Linked DNA regions of Hordeum vulgare: region 1 is linked to region 2. Evidence: chromatin contacts called from public Hi-C data. All regions are on one chromosome and are shown on one strand. The core of a region is the stretch at or near the end of the contact, and the rest is flanking DNA. Distances in the headings are between cores, read along the strand shown.

The links. Hi-C and Micro-C count contacts between places; a contact is called where the count stands out from the background.
Region 1: a contact with region 2 is called in a Hi-C map of seedling, with 3 times the contacts expected there. The contact joins the promoter of LOC123401974 here to the promoter of LOC123402077 in region 2. A contact is called at or near these places in 2 of 6 Hi-C or Micro-C datasets (leaf and seedling).

Annotation. Positions count from the first base shown.
Region 1 is chr6H:428,474,040-428,479,262 of MorexV3_pseudomolecules_assembly, forward strand. It overlaps LOC123401974, which reads left to right and starts at 2,354. Exons shown (of 1, transcript XM_045095839.1): 1 at 2,354-3,823. The coding sequence starts at 2,554. The coding sequence ends at 3,636.
Region 2 is chr6H:428,346,149-428,351,404 of MorexV3_pseudomolecules_assembly, forward strand. It overlaps LOC123402077 (protein S-acyltransferase 10), which reads left to right and starts at 1,413. Exons shown (of 11, transcript XM_045095943.1): 1 at 1,413-1,593; 2 at 1,709-1,823; 3 at 2,216-2,290; 4 at 2,379-2,450; 5 at 2,554-2,688; 6 at 2,795-2,828; 7 at 3,482-3,591. The coding sequence starts at 1,545.

The sequences.
Region 1 (5,223 bases), core at 1,104-3,603, 130 kb after region 2:
AACATACTCATAATTAAACTTTAGAGTTTAAAACTTCAGAAAATATAAGGAAATAATTAAACTACTCTTCATCAAGGATGATCCTCAGCTGGCGAAGCTTCTTCCTATACCTCTCTTCATCTTTTTGAAGTGAGCAACATTTGTCTTTAGGTTAGCGTTCTTTATCCCGAGTTCTTTTTTCTGAAGCTTGTGGATGTCCCTCTCATTCGTCAACCGATCCCTGAGATTGTTTGACTTAGTGAGGGCATTAGCACCCTATCTGAGCAAACTATCCCTTTCATTCTTTAGTACGGTATTGTCCTCTTCCAGTTTTTTTATGCCCCACTCTACCCCCCCTATAATCTGCACTGATTCCACTTCTCCACGTTGTCCATCGATTTGTTGTTGCTTGCTGATTTGTTGATATCTGTTGTTTCGAATTATGTACAGAAGCAAATTAAAACTTGTAAGGAAAGCTACAAAAGAACTCGAACATAATTAAGCACCGTAGAAATGTTAGCAAAAACTAAGTTTCTACAACAAAAAAGAACTTAGTTTCTACAACAAAAAAGAACTTAGTTTCAAGAAAAAAGGACAAAGTTTCTATAAGAAAAAAAATAAGTTTCTACAAAAAAAAAAACTAAGTTTCTACAAAAAAAGAAGTAAGTTTTTAGAAAAAAAGAGCTAAGTTTTACAAAAAGAACTAATGTTGTGTTTGGTAACAAAGTATTGTAAAAACCAAGTATTGAAAAACTACCATTACGTGTCGTTAGTTGTTGCAAACGTACATATTTTGTAAGCCAACGACCGTTGCGTGCAAACTGTAGTAGACTAGTTCACCAACGGAGTCTCTAGTTCTTCGTCTAGCATGCCATGGTGATTTTTAATCGTGTACTGAACTAGGACCATCTAACTTTGATATGTTTCATTGAGTCAAATCACAGTGAAGATCTTCTTCTTTTAAAGAAAATCGGGGTGAAGATCCTAACGGAGATCCAAATCATCGAGCAAAAGATTCTAATAAACCGAGGTAATCACATCTAGTTTAGAAAGATGCGCAGTTTAAAACTGTTGTATTCCTAAAATACTTAGAACATAATTATAACATGAGGTGTGAATTGGGTGACTTTTTTTATTGAGACCGTACCTATAGGGAAATTGAGGAGTCCGGTTGAAGATGCTCTCACGACTTCTCAACTTTGATCTAGCTGTAAATATGACGCACACATATAGTGTGTAGTAGTAGTTGGTATTAAAAACAATTTTAGAAACACATATTTGATTTGAGAAGGTTGTGGAGGGACCATAAGACTCGTCGTAGTGGGTATATAATAGTATTATGGATATAATAATATTATATGATATTATCTTCATAATGCATAGTATTGTAAACTATTACTCCGTATCATAGATGACTTCATTTATTAACATGCATGACACATAATAGCATATCATTTAACATGTTATAGTATCTACGTATGTTACTGTAACCCTCTCTCTCATCTTTAATTGGTTGCCACATCAGCATGTTTGTTAGTCCCAAATACATGATACCATCTAAGTAGCCAACTGCTGGCTATAAGGAGTTGTCATGTCATATATAGTCGACCTAACAGTTAACACGTATAATAACAAGTTGCTAAGATGTATTATTTTATTAATACATGATCCACCTTACATTCTCACAATATTTTTTGGAGCCCGTGCTACAGACGACTGTTAATCTGTAGCCCGCTTTCCTTCTCTCTTCTCTTCTCTCTCATTCAATTTAACAAAAAATATAGGCCATGTTTGTTTACAGGGACTAGACTAAAAAAATACCTTTTAGTCCCGAGGTAACCAAACAGAAGAGACTTTTCCTAAAGGCATTAGAAAAAAACTCTATTAAAGGGATTTTTTTCTTTAGTCTCTGGAACTAAAAAAAGTATAATCCCTTAAAAGCAAACACCACCATAATACTTTAATCTTTACAAAGCACTCGCTACGCCCGTAAAGACATATATGGCGCGCACATATATTGTGTACATTGTACTCCATTCGTTTCTAAATATGGGTCTTTTTAGATATTTTACTAAGGGACTACATACAAAATAAAATTAGAGTAGTACATATAGAGTCTTCTATAAAAATCTTTAAAAAGACTTATATTTAAGAATAGTTGGTATTAAAAACAATTTTAGAAACAAATATTTGGTTTGAGAAGGCTGTGGAGGGACCATGAGCACTCACTACGCCCGTAACGCCACCAAACCATGCCATTCTGCCAACCGGGGCCCAACCTATAGGGCAGAGCAGAGTAGAACCGGTCTCGTCCCAGCTCCACGCCTCCACCCTTTGCACCTCCCCTGCTTTTGCTTATATAACGACCGGCCGTGCGATCGATCCACCCCCATCCACGGCTTCTTCCTCCCTCGGGCGTTCCATCCCGTTCCCGAATCTCACTTCGCACTTTTTGAAAAGAAAACACCCCCCATCTCCGCCTCTCCTCCAGCTGCAACACGCCCGCCGCCGCGCGTAGGTTGATCCATCGGCTCCATTCCGCCCGCGGCGCTGCTGCGAGCTAGCGGCAGCAGGATGGTGGTCGGTTTCCGCCGCACGATCTCGTTCCCCGCGCCCAAGTCCGCGCCGGCGGCGGCCTCGGGGTCCAGCGGGAAGTCCGCGGCCGGCGCCGGCTACCGCGTCCGCTCGGCGAGCCTGCCCTGCCGCTTCCACCCTCTGGTGCTCCAGCTCGACGAGGACGTCGCCACCCTGCGCGATCTGGCGGGGGGTCTAGGTCTGGCGTCGGCGCGCTCCATCGCGGAGGCCGCGCAGCAGCTGGGCCGGGTGCTGGTGTCGCTCTCCGAGCTGCTCCACCACCCGCAGGCCCAGGAGCCGCTGCGGCGGCTCGGCCGCTCGCCCTTCGCGGAGCGGCTGCTCGACGACTTCCTCCGCCTGGCCGACGCGCACGGCAGCTTCCGCGACGTGCTCGTCGCGCTCACCGCGCTCCAGGCCGAGGCGCGCGCGGCGCTGCGGCGCGAGGACCCGGCGCGCCTCGCGTCCGCCGCGCGCGGGCTTCGCCGCTCCGGCCGCGACCTCCCGCGGATCGCCTCCTCCGCCCGCGCCGTGGCCGGCAAGGCGCCGCCTCCCGCGCCCGCCGGCCTCCCGTCGGACGCGGCCGCTCTCGCCGCCGCCATCGTGGACGCGGCCGCCGCCGTCGCGTCTGCGTCGGCCGCGGTCTTCTCCGGCGTGTCCTCGCTGTCCATCGCCGCCGCCACGGCCCGCGTCGACGTCGTCAGCGCGCCGTGCTGGATGCCCTCTCCCGCAAGGTTCGCCTCCTCGTCAGCCACGCCAAGAAGCAGCCACCACGTCGTCACCACCAAGCCCTCGTCCATGCGCATATGGTGGGTCGCCGACCTGATGCGCTGGATGTCGCGTGCGAAGCGCCGGTCGGCGAACAAGCAGCACGCCGACGACGACGGCTCGTCCGCCAAGCAGCCCCAGCCCGACGCGGCCGTGGTCGAGTTAGACCCTGAGGAGGAGGACCGGAAGGCGGCATTTGAGCGCATGGACAACCTCGGACGGTGCATCGCGGACGTGGAGAACAGCGGCGAGAGCGTCTTCCGGGCCCTCGTCAACACCAGAGTCTCCCTGCTCAACATTCTCAGCCCAGGCTTCTGAAGAAGAAGAAGAACCCCCAGCCGCTGGAGCCATCAAGATTTCTTCTTATGTGACATTTGTACATAGAAATGGGGAGTTTTGAGATGACAATGGTGCCTCCTCTGCCTGTGTTTAGGTTAGCACTGTTATTACTGGTAGACCAAGAATTGCAGCCCAAGTGAAAGAGATCTCCGTTTTGTGTTGCAAACTCTGCTGCATCTCCCTTTCAAAAACATCTTCAGAAACGACCGTTTGGCAATTGGCAACGCAGGCCGCAGCCTGAATGAACCGCCTGCGGGAGTTCAAGACCAGACACGCGCGCGCTTTTGGCTGGGACGTTGGTTTGGTTGGGATGGGGGGGTCACGTGGATGGAATCATATGAGATCGGGATGGCGATCTTGGGCGTGCTTTCTCCAGCACGATTCGATCGTAGGGCGCTCGACGCTGGCGCCAATCACGGCAATCGAATGATCTGAACGCCGTCGTGGCTATGGCAGTGGTTCTCTTCTGATCTTCTCCCCCCGTTCTGGCCGTTTTCCTTTCCCGCTTAGATAATCTATGCGGAGCCTCAGGTTTGAAGTCCAATGCTGTCCTGGGGCAGCGAGGCAGGCCGCCAGGGTTCGTGGCTGGCAACAGCAAGGAGATGGCATCCCAAAATAAGACCACGTGCGATGCAAAGTCGTTGAGATTTGGCCACGCCTCCGTGGCGAACCTTCTGTTATGCCACTCTGAATGTGGTGATCCGTGATCGGCGACGACGGAAGCGATTAGTGTATTGCCAGTAGGTGTGCGTGTGGGGAGGTAGTTTTGAGTGTTCGAGGAATCTGTTGAATCGCATTACGTGCGTCCTTGGGAGAAATGCCAAGGGAGGCAACTTAATTAAGTCTATCACACAACCCCAACCCACGACGCAGCAAGGAATCAAGAGTTTCGCGAATGACCGAGCTCTCTTATTTATTCTATTGGGTCTGCTAACATGAAACTTCTTGGTACTACCACCGCCAAGTTCTGTTGTGGTCAGGGGGTTCGCTTCCGTTAGTATGCTTCGCCAGATGATCGAGGTACAAATGGCAAATCTCATTGTGATTTTTGGTTTGCCTGCAATGTGTTGTGTGTTTCGAAATGAAACTTTCCAGAGATTATATTAAGGTTTATCTATAAAATAAATAAATAAATAGTGACATCTTCCTCTGGACAACCGCCACATCCAGGGCTCAACAGGCTAGTAGTACATGCGATGTTTTTGTTATTAACTGTAGTAAGCATTCCATCGCCGGTCATTGTCGCAAGGACGGCAAACTTGGTGGTTATTACTCTAATCAGCGCGTGACAGTATATAATAAGAAATCACATAACCTAAGCAAGAGCACATAAAGTATGTACGTCAGTACATGCGCCCTTCCTCAGATAATACACCAGGTGGCAACCTGTCCATTCGCGGAAGCAAACTGAAACTACGTCGCCAGCTGCTTGAAAGTGGCGTCGATTCCGCTAAATGGACGGCGCTCTGACGTTCCGTGAGTTGCGCGTCTGTTGCCCGAAAGGCGAAAAGCCGTCAGCGTGTAACCTAAACACGATGTAGGCTGCATCGTCGACAGGCGGAGGCG
Region 2 (5,256 bases), core at 163-2,662:
TGCTTTTTCCTCGGCCACTTCTCAAATTCATCCACGAGATGCAACAACACTAGGTTCCCGTCATCGTCGTCGAGGATCGTCTCTCCTATGTTTGAATCATCGAACGAAGACGACGAGGACGAACTCCAATCCATCTACAAAATGCACATGAAGCGCCCGTGAAGTTCGCCCAAACCTCAACCGAGCCAAATCAAACACAATTCCCTAGTGTTAGACATACCTCGCTCGAAACCGATCCCCAAATCAAAGTCGCGTCGCCTTTGAAGCAAAGCTGCATCGTCCCTTTCTTCTCCCCCATCGTCCGAAGAAAAGCCGCACTACTCCTTTCTTCTCCCCTCGCAGCCCCTTCCCCCCGCGCATGCGGGCGATCCCCATCGATTTCGAGGCTCGCCGTCCCCAGAACCAACTGGATCCGCCTACTACAAGGTCACACGCCAAGCTCCTCGGCAGATCCATGACGACGACGCTGACCGTGAGCCCTTGGACACAAATGGGCACCCCCTTGCGCTCCAATTTGGTGGAATTGATGTGGCGCGGGGCAGCGGAGCTACCAGACGCGCACGCGGGCCGGGGCAGCAAGAGACGGCGAGGATGTGCACCGGCGACGGGGAGAGCGGAGGCGGGAACAGAAACGACCGAAAATGCATTCACGCCAAAGGAAAGAGGAGCCAACAAAACTAGCGAAATCCCGCAATATGAAGAAAATGGGCCAGCCGATTGGGGACACCACAATTTCTTTTTGAGACGGACGATTTTGCGGGATCTAATCAAACGGTAAAACGCTCTCTGGCCTGTAACCGACGATTATTTTGACGCTAGCATACCGATACATTCTCAGCGAGAAATACATGCATCTTACTCCCTCCGTTCCTAAATATAAGTCTTTTAAGAGATTTCACTAGAGAATTATATACGAATGTATATAGACATACTTTAAAGTGTAGATTCAATCATTTTGCTTCGTATGTACTCCCTCTGTTCTTAAATATAAGACCTTTTAAAGATTTTACTATGGACTGCATACGGATGTATATAGACATATTATAGAATATAGATTCACTCATTTTGCTCCATATGTAGTCCATAGTGAATTCTCTAAAAGTCTTATATTTAAGAACGGATGAAGTAGTCTTTTAGTAAAATTTCTTTAAAAAGACTTATATTTAGAAATAGTCTTTTAGTAAAATTTCTTTAAAAAGACTTATATTTAGAAATCGGAGGGAGTAGTAAAACACTCTTGGTCCTGCAACCGACGGTTATTTTAACGCGGGTGTGCGGATATGCTCTCATACATGCATCTCACGTGGATCTGAGTTCCCAACTACACCTTACCGTCCTATTCCCACTTCCAGCTGGACCCCATCCACTTCAATCAATAAGACAAGATAGTCATGTCTGGCACGTGTCCCCCACCCCCAACGGACCCCGCTTCCGCTTCTTCCACCGGTAAACGTCGTGTCCGGAGCACGAGAGTCGCGACGCCGGTAGCCCTCCTCACTCCCGCTTAACCATCGTCGCCGTCGGATGCGACCGCGGCGGCCCCAATGGCGTCTTCCTCCGCCGCCGAGCCAGGCGCCCGCCTCTCCGATCGGAGTACGTTATCCCTTCCGACCCCCACCCCCCCCCCCCCCCCCCCCCCCCCCTCAGCTCGATTTGGTCCGGGGTGTTTGATTCCTGATCTAGTGTTTTTGGGGTTTCTCTTGCGCAGCGAGGAGGTCGCCCCTGGGCTTGAGGGCCATGGTGCTCCTGATGCACGTGTTCTTCGTCGGCGCCGTCTTCCTGCTCGATCCGACCCTCGATAGGCGGATCCACGAGGAGCCGTGGTACAGTTCCCACCTTATTTTTGCCGACCAGTTCAATTTTTGCTTGGTTCGATTCCAAATTTAATATGCGCTGTCGATTTGTGCGGCGTTCGAAGCTTCGTTCCAGCTCTAGGTATCACTCGAATGATCGTTTCCCCTGTTTTAAACTTGTATATGATCTGATATGGTTCTATGAGGAAAATGAGCTTTTGGAGTGCTCGCGTGCTACTCGTCTGCGTGCCACCAGTTATGATGAAGCATAAATCGCGTAATTTTACACAGTAGAGATAACATGCCCTTCCCAGAAGTCAAAGCACTTAATTGTATACCTGAGTGGTATTTGGTAGTTTCTTGTAGTGCCGTTTCTCTCTTTTTGTTGCTGATGATCTCCATTTGGTATCATTTTATTACAGGTATATTGGAGTGTATGGTGTGCTTGTTCTGATCGCCTTAGCGCAATACTTCTACACTGCTGGTTCATCTCCAGGGTATGGAATAGCCTTATTGAATTTGTTATCATACACATGATCGATTGAATTTGATAAGTGCCTGACTTTGGGGCTCCTGTGCCGTCAGCTATGTTATTGATGCAATGCAAGCCAGTGGTGGGATGCATGCAACCTTCATCAATACTGCCACTCTTCCAAAGTAATGTCGTAATCACCATAGCATAGAAGTGTTGACAACCTATCGGAGGTATACACTGATACTTATACTTTCTTGTGTGTGTGTTTTTGACGATTAAGAAAAGACAATCCAGTTCAAAACATGGAAGCTTAAAGTGCTCCACAAACCGGCCTGGTCTAGAGAAACTTAGACCAATGTCTTCTTCATCGTCATGGTTGCATCAAATTGTGGATCTTTATCCTCCTGGGTCAAGCAACAGGTAAAGCTCGAGAATTTGTTTTTTTAGGGTATATGGAGTAGTAAAATCCTTGTGTTTGCTCACTGTCATAATATTAGTTTAACACTCTTCTATATTTTCTTTGTAGGGATTGGACTTGCCAATATTGCAAAATTATCCAGGTTTTGTTTTATCTTCTCAATCTATGGTGCTAAAGCTTTCATAATTACGGCATGCAAATGTTCACTACGTCCATTGTATAAAATCATCAGATTGAACTTCACATCAAGTGTGAGTTGGTGGCACGAAAAACAAGGCGTTTTGTGAGCCATGAATTATGTCCACGTACCTTTGACTGTATTTAAATAAACTCCTTGCGTCACTGTTTAAGAGTCGTTAAGTGGATCTATAAGAATTCAGGCATTAGGACTACAGTTGATTGTTCTATGATATAGTTGAAGTAGTCTATTTGCAGCCTTTCCGTCTTATTGTTGCTCTAAATGGTTTCATTTTATTGTCTATTAAAGACCCATTTAGGTGCCCTAAGGCTATGACGAGTATCTTCAGGCTCCCTAAGACCATCCTGAGTGTCTTCTACACCCTGATGTCATGTCGGGGTTTCTAATTCCTAACTAATTAGCAAAGTGGTGGGCACACGACTTTGAATGCTACAAATTGAATTAATACTGGCTCATAGTACATTACTAAAAAGTTTCTTTCCACATGTCTCCGTGTCACACTGATCTGTGTGATCCTACGTCCTACTATTCAAACTTCCATGTAAAGCTTTTCCTGATTGTCTAAGTTCAGTTTTTTCTACATTACACTTTTGCAGCCACCTCGTACCAGGCACTGCCATGATTGTGATAAATGCGTCCTTCAGTTTGACCATCACTGTGTTTGGCTTGGAACGTGCATTGGCAAAAAGAACCATTGTCGTTTTTGGTGAGTTTTGGCATGTATATTTCCTGCATTATATTTTTTACATGTATATAATGATTATGTTGCCTGGTATGCATGTTCATGTGTTTCTGTTCTACACCGTCTATGTTCTACTGTACACTCCGCAGAAAAAATCTGCATGTGTTTATTGGCTTGCTTCTGGACATCTGGCGCTGTATAAACATTTTGAGGAGCATGCTCTATGCACGCACACTACATAAGGCTAGACTGGTGTGACTGTCAATGCATATCCACCCATGCTTTGATTATATGAGCGAACAGATTACACTTCACCTGGCCATGATTTCTGGATTTCGTTTTTATCTCCAACATGCAACCTGAACATCTTTGATTTTACTATACATGCTATCCAGTAGTAAATTACATGTTGCCTTGCATGTGAGAGTGAAGTGCGAACAGATATCAACATACCACATTATAATAGGCAAACATGTACATTTGGAGTCGCACACAAATAAATTTAAGATGTATGCTTAAGTTTCATCGTCCATCCCATTCGAATTCAAATTACAAATGCATACTATTTGATGACCGTGTGGTATATACTCCACAAAACTCATGTGAAATGTATAAGAATAGTTGAGTACTACATTTGCAAAGAAAATTGGACTTTGGAAGATGCTTCATTAGCTTTGAACCAAAACAAAACAGAAATAAATAAATAAAAGAATAAAAAAATGTCAGTTATTTTGGAAGAAAAAACTTGGGAAAAACTGACGTATGGAAGAGTCTAGAACAAATGAGAAATGTATGTGTTATGTGCATATTGTACAACGTAAATGATAGAATAAACATGAATGTCATTCTTTTAACAAAGAAAACCTGGAAAATTGAAGTATGGAGAAGCCCAGAACAAAGGAGAAGTGTCTTTGTTTTCAGGTTTGTGCATAAGCACAGGTGTAGAATCTTCTGGATTAGCACACGTGGCATAATCCAATGTGGTGGAGAGAATATCCAACAGCCAAGACTACTCGGATTTGCCACCTCTCAACCGTTGGATCGGCTTCATCCAACAGTCGATATTCATTGTTATTCGTACACTATATAGTGGTATACAAACAATGTATACGCACAATGTTTTGAAAACACATTCTGATTATTCTGTTTCTGTTATTTTGATGTGGCTAGTCTAATAAAGATATAGTCGAAGTTGAAATTGATTGCACGCTTTGCACAGGGCATCGATTTGTGACTGGAAGTAAATGGGACAGGATATAGACTTGATTTTACATGTGGATTGTAAAATTTAGTTGTAAGAGTTAACTTGCCATGTTCAGTTACAAGTCAATTTGATCAAAACTGTTAATACTAGGTAGCTGATCTGAAATATTTGAACTGATGTGTTAGATGATGGATGAAGCCTTTTCTTTTAGGGAGAATTCCTTATTTGACCCTTTCTTAAATTTTGCTTCCCTATTTGGCCCTAAACATTTTTTTTTCCTTTTTGACACTATATTTACATTGTGTTCCCTATACGACATTTCTGTCAAATCCGTTACCATTACATCTATTTGACCAGTCAGTATTTTCTTCCGTGGACCAAACTGCTCCTAGCTGTTAAACACCAGAAAGAAAGAAAAAGGGAAGAGATGGATCGATCGATCCTTTCCCTCCTCTCCCGATCCCTGACCGAATTCTTCCCTACAA